3 separate regions of the Sus scrofa genome follow, and regions 2 and 3 are each linked to region 1. A link is a contact called in public HiChIP or PLAC-seq data. All regions are on one chromosome and are shown on one strand. The core of a region is the stretch at or near the end of the contact, and the rest is flanking DNA. Distances in the headings are between cores, read along the strand shown.

The links. HiChIP or PLAC-seq counts read pairs in DNA pulled down with a chosen protein or histone mark.
Region 2: a contact with region 1 is called in an H3K27ac HiChIP or PLAC-seq map of skeletal muscle. The contact joins two enhancer-like sites. A contact is called at or near these places in 2 of 47 Hi-C or Micro-C datasets (heart right ventricle and skeletal muscle) and 1 of 2 datasets of contacts at active chromatin or transcription factors (skeletal muscle).
Region 3: a contact with region 1 is called in an H3K27ac HiChIP or PLAC-seq map of skeletal muscle. The contact joins two enhancer-like sites. A contact is called at or near these places in 1 of 47 Hi-C or Micro-C datasets (epiblast stem cells) and 1 of 2 datasets of contacts at active chromatin or transcription factors (skeletal muscle).

Annotation. Positions count from the first base shown.
Region 1 is chr15:79,065,677-79,069,581 of Sscrofa11.1, reverse strand. RAPGEF4 (rap guanine nucleotide exchange factor 4) reads right to left here. Exons shown (of 31, transcript XM_021075197.1): 24 at 3,399-3,524; 25 at 2,825-3,003. Among named protein-coding and RNA genes, the nearest start is that of MAP3K20, 110 kb to the left of the region's middle. Within about 2 kb of position 1,786, at least 11 of the 83 cell types and tissues checked have an H3K27ac peak or open chromatin away from gene starts, as enhancers often do. A contact at or near this core is called in skeletal muscle, where this site is marked.
Region 2 is chr15:79,284,156-79,288,060 of Sscrofa11.1, reverse strand. MAP3K20 (mitogen-activated protein kinase kinase kinase MLT) reads right to left here. Exons shown (of 20, transcript XM_013990583.2): 5 at 2,026-2,091. Among named protein-coding and RNA genes, the nearest start is that of MIR9826, 110 kb to the left of the region's middle. Within about 2 kb of position 1,695, at least 2 of the 83 cell types and tissues checked have an H3K27ac peak or open chromatin away from gene starts, as enhancers often do. A contact at or near this core is called in skeletal muscle, where this site is marked.
Region 3 is chr15:79,206,822-79,210,726 of Sscrofa11.1, reverse strand. All of the region lies in intron 2 of MAP3K20 (mitogen-activated protein kinase kinase kinase MLT), which reads right to left. Among named protein-coding and RNA genes, the nearest start is that of MAP3K20, 34 kb to the right of the region's middle. Within about 2 kb of position 2,081, at least 12 of the 83 cell types and tissues checked have an H3K27ac peak or open chromatin away from gene starts, as enhancers often do. A contact at or near this core is called in skeletal muscle, where this site is marked.

The DNA.
Region 1 (3,905 bases), core at 537-3,036:
GGAAATTTAAAGACACCGACCTGGGGGATTGTTACTGTAACCCCAAAGCGATAAAACCTTGTTGGACTTGGAAGGAAACATCTCAGGGGATCTGAAGAGAGGAAGCAAAATGTCCTTGGAGGCTTTCAGACTTCCAGCCTGAAACTGGACACCCCAGGCTCTGGCAGCCTGAGGGAACCAAGGAGATCACACTGAACTTCCACCTGCCATGCAAATGCTTCTAATTTGTTGAACAAATATCACTGTACAAATCATGACCCGTATACAGCTAGTAACCTCAACAGCTGACCCCCAATAACGTTACCCGCTCTGTGTTTTAGCAGTGTTGATGAAGCTGATCATTTTGAACCTGTATTTTGGCCACTCTTTGCTTTTATGGATATATATTTGGGAATAAGAATATTGTGGGACAAGACCAAAGGTTCTTAATTAGAATGAAATGTTTAGCCCAGGTAAATGCAAAAAAAAAAAAAAAAAAGAATCTTCAACTTCTTCATACCAGCTTCTTGCAACGGGAAAGAAGAATTCATTTTGCAACGAGTGCAAATCCTTTACCACAAATCAATATGATTATCTAAGTTGACTACATCATAATTAAATCTTGTCTGGATTAGCATTTTTGCAAAAGGCTAATTGTTGCATTTGCTGCTTGTGTTCTCCTCGCAGAGGCAGCAGTGAGTGATCCTTACATGGGCTGTGTGGAAATGGGAAAACGGATTTAGAGAAGCTATGGAGCATCTCCTGCACCGGTGAGGAAGCAAGCGGGGACCTCACTCTCTGCAGGGTGGTAGCTCTCAAGTCAGGGGCTGAGGGCAATTTCAGAGCCCCTGGGCTGTAGCCAGTGAGTGGTCAGGACACATTTGTGTCTGTCCTTTGGGTGTGATCATGAAAGGCCACAGCCCTGCCTTTCTGCTCACGGCTCTGGTCACGGCTATCAAGTAAATAACTTTTATCACCCTAGGTAAGTCAGGACATCTTTATGCCTCAGTCTTCTCACCTGTAAAAAGTGAGGACCACATTTGGACCCCCAACTTCTCAACGTTCTGGGCAGGTCAAAGAGCTTCAATGGAATATATTGAGGTTCTCTAAAAATATCACACAAAACACGCGAACTGCCGCTAGGTTTAGAGGTCATTCCTGTAGATCCTGCTTTCTGAGTCTACAATCTTTTCCAGCTGGGTTGTGTAAAGAGTTCCACTGCAGGACAGCGCAGCTTAAATAATGGTTAAATAACATAAACCAATATATTCTGACGGCCACATCCACCCATAATCAGAAGGAAGAGAGCTAAGAAAGGCAAAAACATTAGAAAAAAATTCCTGTATGTTTGAAAGGCTCTCCTTGGTTGCTCTATAAAATTGCAAGACTGGGTCCCCAAAGCCTCTCTGATCTCCACGTCCTTGTGCAGACTTCATCTCTGCTCCCCTTGTTGCACTTAGCACCGCCAGGGGAGGGGACAGTGTACTTCTTGTAATGGGGAAGACAGACTATCACAACGTCCATACACGCCAAGGCATTTGTCCCTTGCAACAAGCCCGTTAGGCTCCTGGGGAAAGGAGCTCAACTAGAAATGCAGAAGCAACACTTTACCAAACCTTTCTTTGAAAAGGCAGCTCTTCCAAATTAAGAGATGCCAGCATTTAAATCGGAGGGATTTGGATCTTCTGTCGAACCCCCAAACTTTTGGCAGGATAACTCAAGGCTTTTGGCAAGCTGATATGTGTAAGACGTCAAGCGGTGTTTGCTTCTTTGTTTAGCTCTGGAGCTCAGACTCTGTATGAGATCTAAACTATTTGGCTCAGGAAAGCTGCCTAACTGGGGTCACTTGTGCTCCCCACCTTCCTGGGCTGGAGCTCCGTGCATTTAGAAAGGAAAGAAGTCTCCCAGCCACAAGCCACATTTAGCCTTTTATTTTTAGCATTGTGGTGATACCCAAAACATGGAAGTAAACAGGAGGTTGTCAGGCATATCTAAATAGCAAGAGAAGATTACATTCATGTCAGGGAGAAATCTAACTGGCCCCTGTGGTAAATAAATTGTTTCCCATGAAGTGCTGTTAAATAGAATGTTTGTAAGATGCTTGCTTTTTCCGATGTTTTTGGAGATGATTTCCGTGAACCAGGTTAGCTTGCCTTTATGCATTTTACTGATTTTTATCCTGGCTGAGTCGGATGCCCTGCCACATGCATGTTCCTACTGCCCTCTACTGGCGAGAACGTGTCATGTTCGACCTCGACTCGCCCAGCCTTTTAAAACAAACTTTGTACAGCAGAACTTTGCCAAAAGACTCATTTAAACTGAAGGAGGCACAAAGTCTGACTAGTTCAGAACAAAAAGAGGTCACAAGTTTAACTTGAGCATCAGTGCTCTAAGATGTTAATTTACATACTGGTGGCGTTCCTGTGGCTCAGTAGAAACCAATCTGACTAGTATCCGTGAGGATGCGGGTTCAATCCCTGGCCTTGCTCAGCGGGTTAAGGATCTGGCACTGCTGTGAGGTGTGGTGTAGGTCGAAGACGTGGCTCGGATCCTATGTTGCTGTGGCCGAGGTGTAGGCCAGCAGCTGTAGCTCTGATTCAACCCCTAGCCTGGGAAACTCCGTATGCCTAGAGTGCAGCCCTAAAAAGACAAAAACATTTACACATTGATGTCAAAAGCTAGACAGAACACCTGTTTCACAAGAGTTCAGCGCTTCTTAAGCCCCTGAGGTTGGTCCCGGTGCATGAGGAGATTTTATCTCTCACTTTTCTCTTTAAGGTGTAATCTAAGGGGACAGAATGAAAATTCAGCTCAAACATTTTTCTCTCTCCAAGCTGATACTTACTGGGCCGCTATCTTAATGAATTTTTTTAAGAGCTGAACACGCTTGCTGGGCTGGGAACAAAGGCAAATCTCAGTGACAACCCAAAACTGAATTTCATTAAACCTCCTCAGGAACAAATCCAAGTTCGCTGTGGTCTTTTTAAAATGATGCCTTCCAAATGTGTGATAGATTAGTTCCAGCTAGAAGAGAGGAAAACAATGTCACATCTTTGTTTTTAAATCAAAACAACAGCTCAGCTTTTCTCTTTGACACGACAAATCAATATTGGTCAGTGAATACAATCACTGACTGGGTTTCAGTTTGAACTTGGAAGATCCGAAGGCTCAGTGAGGCTTGTTGAAGCTGTAACTGCAGACTAGGTGCTATTGGCTTAATATACTCAGAAAGACAGAGCTTACTGTAAATTATTAAGATTTTTCTTTACCGCTCAAAGACTTCATAAACAGACTTTATTAATAAACTCAATGCTAAAAATATTATAGTTTCCACGTCACAGCATGCATTAACATTTGCAGGCTGCATCCAGAATTGCTATGGTACCTACGACTCAATGCTCTTAAATAGAGCACCTTACCTCGTGCACACAGTTGAAGAGTTCCCAATCATAAATTGTCATCTGGTATGCCAGATCTTTGGAGCTCATCAGTTCAAAAGTTCCCACTGTTCCAACAGTTGGGCCCTCCTGTTCTGGCAAGGGAGTCTATGAATAATAATGCAAAAGTAAATCAGAATCTCAAAACAGAATCTCAGAACAGATAAGCTAAATGCTCTAAGGAGTTTCTGATGGGAAAGGATTCTGGAGACGCTTTCAGGAATGTCTACAAAGTTTGACTTTGATTTTACCCAGAGGAGAAAGATGCCTTTGCTCTTAATGCTTGCTTGCTTCAGTGCCATCTTTAGTGTCAGCACCATCACTCTAACCAATCCCACCTACTGAAAAACGTGGACCATGGCAAATAAGATTCAGAAAAGGCTGACCCATGGAGGGTCTCTTCGGCGTGGGCCTGGGAGCTCCCTGGAAACAACTCCTTTCCCCTGGTAAACATGTAAGAAGTTCTTGGGGACTTTTTCCCTTATTTCC
Region 2 (3,905 bases), core at 446-2,945, 220 kb before region 1:
GTAGGTCACAGACTCGGCTCGGATCTGATGTTGCTGTGGTTGGGGTGTAGGTCAGCAGCTGTAGCTCCAATTCGATCCTTAGCCCTGGAACTTCCATATGCTGTGGGTACAGCCCTAAAAAGCAAAAAATAAAAAAAATAAAAAAATAAATAAAAGTTGCGATCTGTGATCTATTTGAGGGGGATAAGATGTAGATGGAGCGTTTATGGGAATGAGTAAGAGCAAAAGAAGGTGTGAGGCCAAGAACAGAATCCTGAAGAAATGTTTCTAGCATTTCCTTTGTAAGCCACACAGTGCTTTGAATGAGGTAGATTATCAACATTTGTTAACTCTTACTAAGGACTTCAGTAAGTGGGGAAAATAATTTTTGCATGATCTAATGCACAGAAATAGCCTAAGGGTAAATCTGATACTATGTATAAGAAGCTATACATTTTTCAAATAAAAATATAAATACTGTTAATACTATATTCAATTATTTTAAAAATTACTGTTTTTTATAAGATGATTAAATTCATTTAAAAAATCTAACACTATAAAAATATATAACTTCAAAAATAAAAGTCCTATTATTCCCTCTTCTCCACCCCCCCCAAATTGCTAAAGGTTAGATCTATATTGTTTCAAAGCATATGCATTTTCCCATCAAGTAACTGCATAAATAATAATTTTAAAAAATGGGATCATTCCCTATTGTTAGTTTTCATAATGACAGCAGGGATAATTTTACCGTTCTCTCATGGGATATTGAGGATATACTGATATAAAGCATGCAAAGGAGAGAAGCTAAATGACTTATTTAGATTGAAATTCTGAGCATGAACTGAAAATTTATGAAGTCATAAATCTCTGATACTTCCTATTAGATTCTAGATCATTTCCTAAGGACTTCCTGCTGGCCAATATATATCAAAAGGATTTAGCCCCAGGAAGCTTATGAAGAGCCAAAGAATAAGTGATGACCTAAAAAAGGGCAAGAGCAATCAGCTGGAATTGACTGTCTGGGTCAGGGTGACGGCCCAAACTGAACAGCCAACAGGTCCCCTTTCCCCATCCGGACAAACACCACGGTCCTGGGCCACTGGGCAATTCCCTAGTCCTCTTCCTCCACTGACCACGACTACCTACTTAAGGATCACACTATCAGGACTTAGCCATAACCATAAACTGCAGTGATTTAAAGATTTCCTAAAAAAAAAAAGAGTTCTCCGCCTCTATACTTAGAAGAATCACTTAGAAAGTATATAAATAATAAAAGAATGTAAATGAACTGAGAGTAGGGTTTTTTTTAAGTAGCAAACTCTGAGTGCTGGCTAGCTAAATAATCCCATTGCCTTTCTCTGTTAACTCTCAAGTGATGAAGGGAAGAAGCATTCTGTTGCCACTCCTACTTGAAGGTAACATTTAATCCTTTAAGTCATTTAAAAGTGCTTGCTTCCCTGAATGATGAAATGCAGGATCACAGATAAACTTTAGGAGCTACAGAAGACGAGGAAGAAGAAAAAGAAAGCCTTTATTTTCCAAAAAGCTGATCATTTTGGGGCACTCCTCCAGGTAGTATGAGTGACATAAAAAATTTACACCAAATAATTCAGGAACAGCAAGCACAAAACTCAAAACTACTAGTACAGAGAGCCATCTAAAAATAGAAGACTAGAAAGGCACGACTAAGCACTTTGATCTGGCAATACCTCTTTTAGAAAATGATCCCAGAGAAATAATTAGGGATGTGTTGAAAAGTGTTACTAAAAAGTATTAAGCTCAACATTTTTTATCAGCGAAAAAAAATGTAAACAACCCAAATGTCCACGTTCTGTGCTATTTATACAGTGGAATACTATGCAGCCTCTTGAAATAATGTAGAGGATTTTGACATTTATTAATAGTGGAAAGATCTTCATGATATCAGCAGTGAGTCAAAATAGTTGGCTACAAAAGATAAGGAAAGTATGATGCTTATTTCTATACAGAGGTGCATATATTTTATAATAAAGTGGGTAAAATAAAAAGATATGACTACGTTACCATTTCTTGACTTGAGATCTCTGTGAATCACCTTGACAGGAGCCTCCATGTGTAAATAGTGCATTCCTTTTCATACAAGAAGGAAGAAAGGCCTATTAATATAATTTTTCAACACTGCATCAGCATTACCTTTCTATTTTACCTTTCTATTTTAAACATCATTATTATTTTTCATATTTTTGCAAAGGATTTCATAGCAAAAATTAAATTCATGTGTTCTATTCTTCCGTGATGGATCAGAGACAGGATATGTCTATATCAGGAAAATTTATATGAAAAGGAAACCTTATGTGCTTTAACCTCTCTGAATTTGGAATCTGATTGTGGATAAAGCTAGCTTCTTACAATACCCAATAAGGACACCTTAATTTTCTGGAGTCTGTCCCAAAATAGCACAGATACCATTGGAAGAAATGCTCCAATGACTAAGGTGTTCCACCACCAAATCAGCCAAAGTTCTGACCAAAAATTTCAGTTTTCATTTGCATGTCTGGTTTATCTTCTCAGTCCTCATTCTAATAAGACCCTGGGAGGAGAGGTAGGGTAGGGTGAGGAGAACTGGTTTAATTCAGTAGGTGTGACTGGTGAAGGATTTTGGTGATCCTTAGACAGAAAAATATACAGTAGTTACAAGATATTTTATTCTTCTTACAAGGATAAATCTTTGAGATAATCTACATTTAAATGTACTCTAAAATTCTCTACAACATACTGAGAATGCCAATCAAATTACTTCACTAAATTGGATAGATACATAAATTAAGCAGAGTTTTACTATTTTGAATAAAAAATTATACTGTAAAAGACACCTATTTCACAGTTACCCCTTAGGTAGTGTTTGACTCTTTCTCTGTATTTATGTATTGTCTACCCCCTTAGAATAAAAAAAAAGAACATTTTCTACTGAAATATTTTCTCTTTATTTCTCAAGTTGTGTTTTCTAAACAGCGGAAGAAACATCCCCCCCACGGCAATAAAACAGGTTTCTTTTGTTAATGAACATAATTTAATAACTAGGCTTTGGTTCCTTTTTTAGGTATATAGAAAATTTCAGTTTTACAAAGGCTAATTTAAAAAATAACCTACTCTGGGAACAATGTCTGGTCACTTACGATGGAGCATGATAATGTGTGAAAATAGAATGTGTACATGTATGTGTAACCGGGTCACCATGCTGTACAGTAGAAAAAAAACTGTATTGGGGACATAACTATTAAAAAAATTATAACAAAAAAACAGACCATAATATGAATTCCAAAAAATAATAAAATAATCTATTATTTTTCTACTGTTCTGATGATTATATTTTGAAGAATCATGAAAGAACAAAGAAAATTTTTAAAAAATTTAAACTCTTACCAAATAAGGATATTACTGAAAAGAGTCAACAAAAGTATTAGTAATTCAAATGATCTTAAATAAGATGTAACTGGAACTAAGGAACTTTCTTCTAGTAATAAGTCCTACATAGTCCAAGCTGTGAAAATTCACTAGTTACAACTTGAGTAACTTTTAATAATTTCTGTAACTGAATTTCATAGTTATTTCTCTCTTGCTTTAAGAATCAAATTCTGGAGTTCCCGTTGTGGTGCAGCGGAAACGAATCCGACTAGGAACCATGAGGTTGAGGGTTCGATCCCTGGCCTCGCTCAGTGGGTTAAGGATCTGACGTTGCTGTGAACTGTGGTGTAGGTCGAAGATGTGGCATTGCTGTGGCTGTGGTATAGGCTGGCAGCAACAGCTCTGATTAGACCCCTAGCCTGGGGTGAGATGCTAAAAAAAGACAAAAGACAAAAAAAAAAAAAAAAAAAAAAAAAAAAGAATCAAATTCCTGCAGTTTCCATTGTGGCTCAGTGGCTTATGAACCCGACTAGTATCCA
Region 3 (3,905 bases), core at 832-3,331, 140 kb before region 1:
GTGGCAAAAGGGAAGTGGAGCTGAAAGTCATGAAAACAGCAGTGACGAAAGTCAGCAGTCGGCTCAGGGGTCCTTATTCACTCAGGATGGTTGATGGTCAAAGGCAGGACAGAGACAATAACTGAGGCAGGTACAGAAATCAAGGAAGGGAGGAACGGATGCAAGATGAAGCGGTTTAAGCAGGTGTGTGAAAAACGGTGCTGAGGGGTGGTAGCAAAGGAAAAAACAGACTTCATAATCCTATGTGGCTTATGAACTGATGTGGTCAAAGGGGACACCACTTACTTTGATTGAAAAGTTGTATTAAAAAGGACTTTCTTGGAGTTCTCGTCGTGGCACAGTGGTTAACGAATCCGACTAGGAACCATGAGGTTGCGGGTTCGATCCCTCGCCTTGCTCAGTGGGTTAAGGATCCAGCGTTGCCGTGAGCTGTGGTGTAGATCGCAGACGTGGCTCGGATCCCGCATTGCTGTGGCTGTGGTGTAGGCCAGCGGCTATAGCTCTGATTTGACCCCTAGCCTGGGAACCTCCATATGCCGCAGGTACGGCCCTGGAAATGACCAAAAAAAAAGGGGGGGGGGCTTTCTTTTTAAAGTTAAAAAGGTTACTGATTTTACTTATCATGTCTTATGATTGAATTAATATCTTAAAAGGAAGAGGCTCATCAAACATTCCTTTAGGAGTTCCCATTGTGGCTCAGCAGGATAAGAACCGACTAGTATCCCTGAGGATGTGGGTTTGATCCCTGGCCTTGCTCAGTGGGTTAAAGATCCAGCATTGCCACAAGGTGAGGCATGGGTCACAGATGTGGCTCAGATCCAGTGTTGTGGCTGTGGCGTAGGGCAGCAGCTGCAGCTCCAACATGACTCCTAGCCGAGGAGCTTCCATATGCCACAGGTGCAGCTGTTAAAAAAAAAAATTCTTTTAGAGGAAACAAATATATATCACACCTCACACCCACATCTAGGTTTCCCATTCTACAAGGACAGGAGAGATACTCTTGTATCAAATGAGGCCCCAAACTGAAAGATACTTTTCATGAAGAAAAACAAAAATCTAAAATCTGAAGTGTGTTTCTGAAAGTGAATTCTAGAAGTATCTTGCGAAGGTAGACAATTCAGCTAGGTGAGTTGGAGAAACTGTACAGATGGGCCTGAAATGAGAAATGAGAAATTCAGGAAAGGTTTTTGTAGACACAAGTGGCGTGCCCTTCCATCTATCTGGCCCTAAGCGCTGTCTGCGTGTGTGTATGTGTATGTGTGTTTTTTTAGGACTGCACCCTTGGCACATGGAAGTTCCCAGTCTAGGGGTTGAACTGGAGCTGTAGCTGCCTGCCTATACCACAGCCACAGCAACTCAGGATCTAAGTCACGTCTGCAACCTACACCACAGCTCACAGCAGCACCGTATCCCTGACCCACTGTGCAAGGCCAGGGATCGAACCTGTGTTCTCATGGATACCAGCCAGGTTTGTCACTGCTGGGCCACAAAGGGGACGCCCTAGATTGATTCTTCCTTAAGGACACACTGGCAAGAAGTTGCTCCTGGTTTTTGGCTTCCTAGTTTCTTCCTCTAGAATGGCTTTGTTCTCAGTTATCTGCTCAGAGAGTCACTGCCAAATGCCAGATACCACTAATCACAAAACCTAGAGTTAAGAAAAATCTCTTGGGCTGCTGGACAGATGTTCATAGTCAAAAAATCTTCCTGAAGTCTCTCCTGTCAAACTCCTAAGGCCAGGAGAGCCCTAACATCTACTCCCACGGCCACCACTGCTATGTGTCTTGAGAACTCCAGCACTCTCACTGTCCCCTCATCTGTTTATGTCATCACCACAAGACAATCCAGGCCCCAGGTTGCCCTCATCTCTTCTTAAGGGACTTCGCACACTCCAGCTGGACCCCACTGCCCACCTTTCCCCAACCCTGAAGCCCTCCCTGTCACCATGCCCTCACACGCCATCACCAGTTAGAAGATGCAGGAAAGTTTACTTTCCTACATCTTCTGACAGGAGCTGGCGCTCCTCTGCAGGCGTCCCCATGGCAGCCAGTCTGTCTCTTTCAGCACTCGCTCCATGAGGCCTGGAAGGGAACAAAGCGTCCTCCTGGCTCCTCATCACGGGCTTCCAGACAGCCCTCCCTTCCCCTCCCTACAAGTTGAATCCGTCATTAGATTGCATCACCCATCATCCTTCACAGGCATCAACAGACACCAATTCCAGAGAGCTCCCCTTCATTGCTTGATGATTTCAGCTCCTAGCTCACTGTCATTTTCTCCAATTATGATTCCTGTGTCACAGTGTGGGAATGTTCACACGCACACGTAGGAGCCTCTAACACTTGTCCTCTCAAGTCCCCGAACTCTCTGGCAACAACCTAATCCTTCATCACACCCAAGTCATGCATTCCTTTGGTCGCACCCTAGACCCTGCAGGACCAGTAACTACGCCCTCCTTCATCCAAAATCCACCCATCTCTCTTCTTAGACTTCCAGCTCGCTGCCTCTACTCCCTGGACTCCAACAATCCCCAAGCCTCTAAGTCACCAGGTCCTGTGCCTTCTCAGTGCAACACCCTTCCCAGGTATCTGCTTCCCCTCTTCATCTCCCTTGAATCCCATGGCAAATCATAGACTCCTACCCAATTCTCTGTCTACTCCTGAACCTGTTGAGCTGAATAGAGCCGGAGAAAACACCATTATCACTGCTCAGCAGTCAACCACTGTTCCCTAGTTCAGTGGTTCTCCATTTTTTTTGTTGCTGTTTTTCCATAGAGACACTAACTGTTCAAGCCCTATCTGTTGATCTTTTCCTCATTGTTTCATCCACATCCGAATTGACTCTGTACCTTTTTCAAAAATCTACTGACCAAATCTATATGGGTCTATGTTTAGACTCTCTTCTGTTTTACAGTTCTATCTAAACAGCATGATACCACACAGTATGGGGGAACTGTAGCTTTATATTAAGTACTGATACAAGGCAGTGGTATAAGTCCTCCAACACGGTTCTTCTTTTCTAAACTTGCTTTGGCTATTCCAAGTCCTTCGCATTTCCATATATGTTTTACCACCTGCTTATCAATTTCTACCCAAAACTGGCTGGTGTTATGACTGGGATTGTAATGAATATACAAATCAACTTCAGGAGAACTGTCATCTTTTTTTTTTTACAGAAAAAAAATGTTTGTTGAAATATATTTGACAAAAATTATGTAGATTTAAGGTGTACATCTTGATTATTTTTAGGACCTTACTTAATCCTCCCCTCTGACTTTGTGCCTCCAGATCTGTTAAGGCATAATTGACAAATAAAAATTGCATACATTTAAGGCATACAAAATACAAATGACTGGATCTTGAGTTTATAAAATTCTATACTCAAAGTATATAATGAATTATATAGATATTGTCAAACTGTAATCCAAGCATATAATTTTTTTTTTTTTTTTTTTTTTTTTTTTGGCACGTGGCTGTCCAGTTTTCCCAACATTTTTGTTTTTGTTTTTGCTTTTTAGGACCGCACCCAGGCATATGGAAGTTCCCAGGCTAGGGGTCAAATTGGAGCTATGCTGCCAGCTTATGCCACAGCCACAGCAACATCAGATCTGAACTGTGTCTGTGACCCACACCACTTCTCATGGCAATGCTGGATCCTTAACCCACTGAGGGAGGCCAGGGATGGAACCCACAACCTCATGGTTCCTAGTTGGATTTGTTTCTACTGCACTGAACTCCCTAACACCATTTTTTTTTTTTTTTTGAGACTATCCTTTCTCCATTGTTTGTTCTTTGTTCCATTTTCATAGATTAACTGACCATGTTTGTGAGTTTATTTCTGGGCTCTCGGTGCTGTTCCATTGCTTCCTGCCAATACCATGCTGTTTTGATTACTACAGCTTTATAATATAA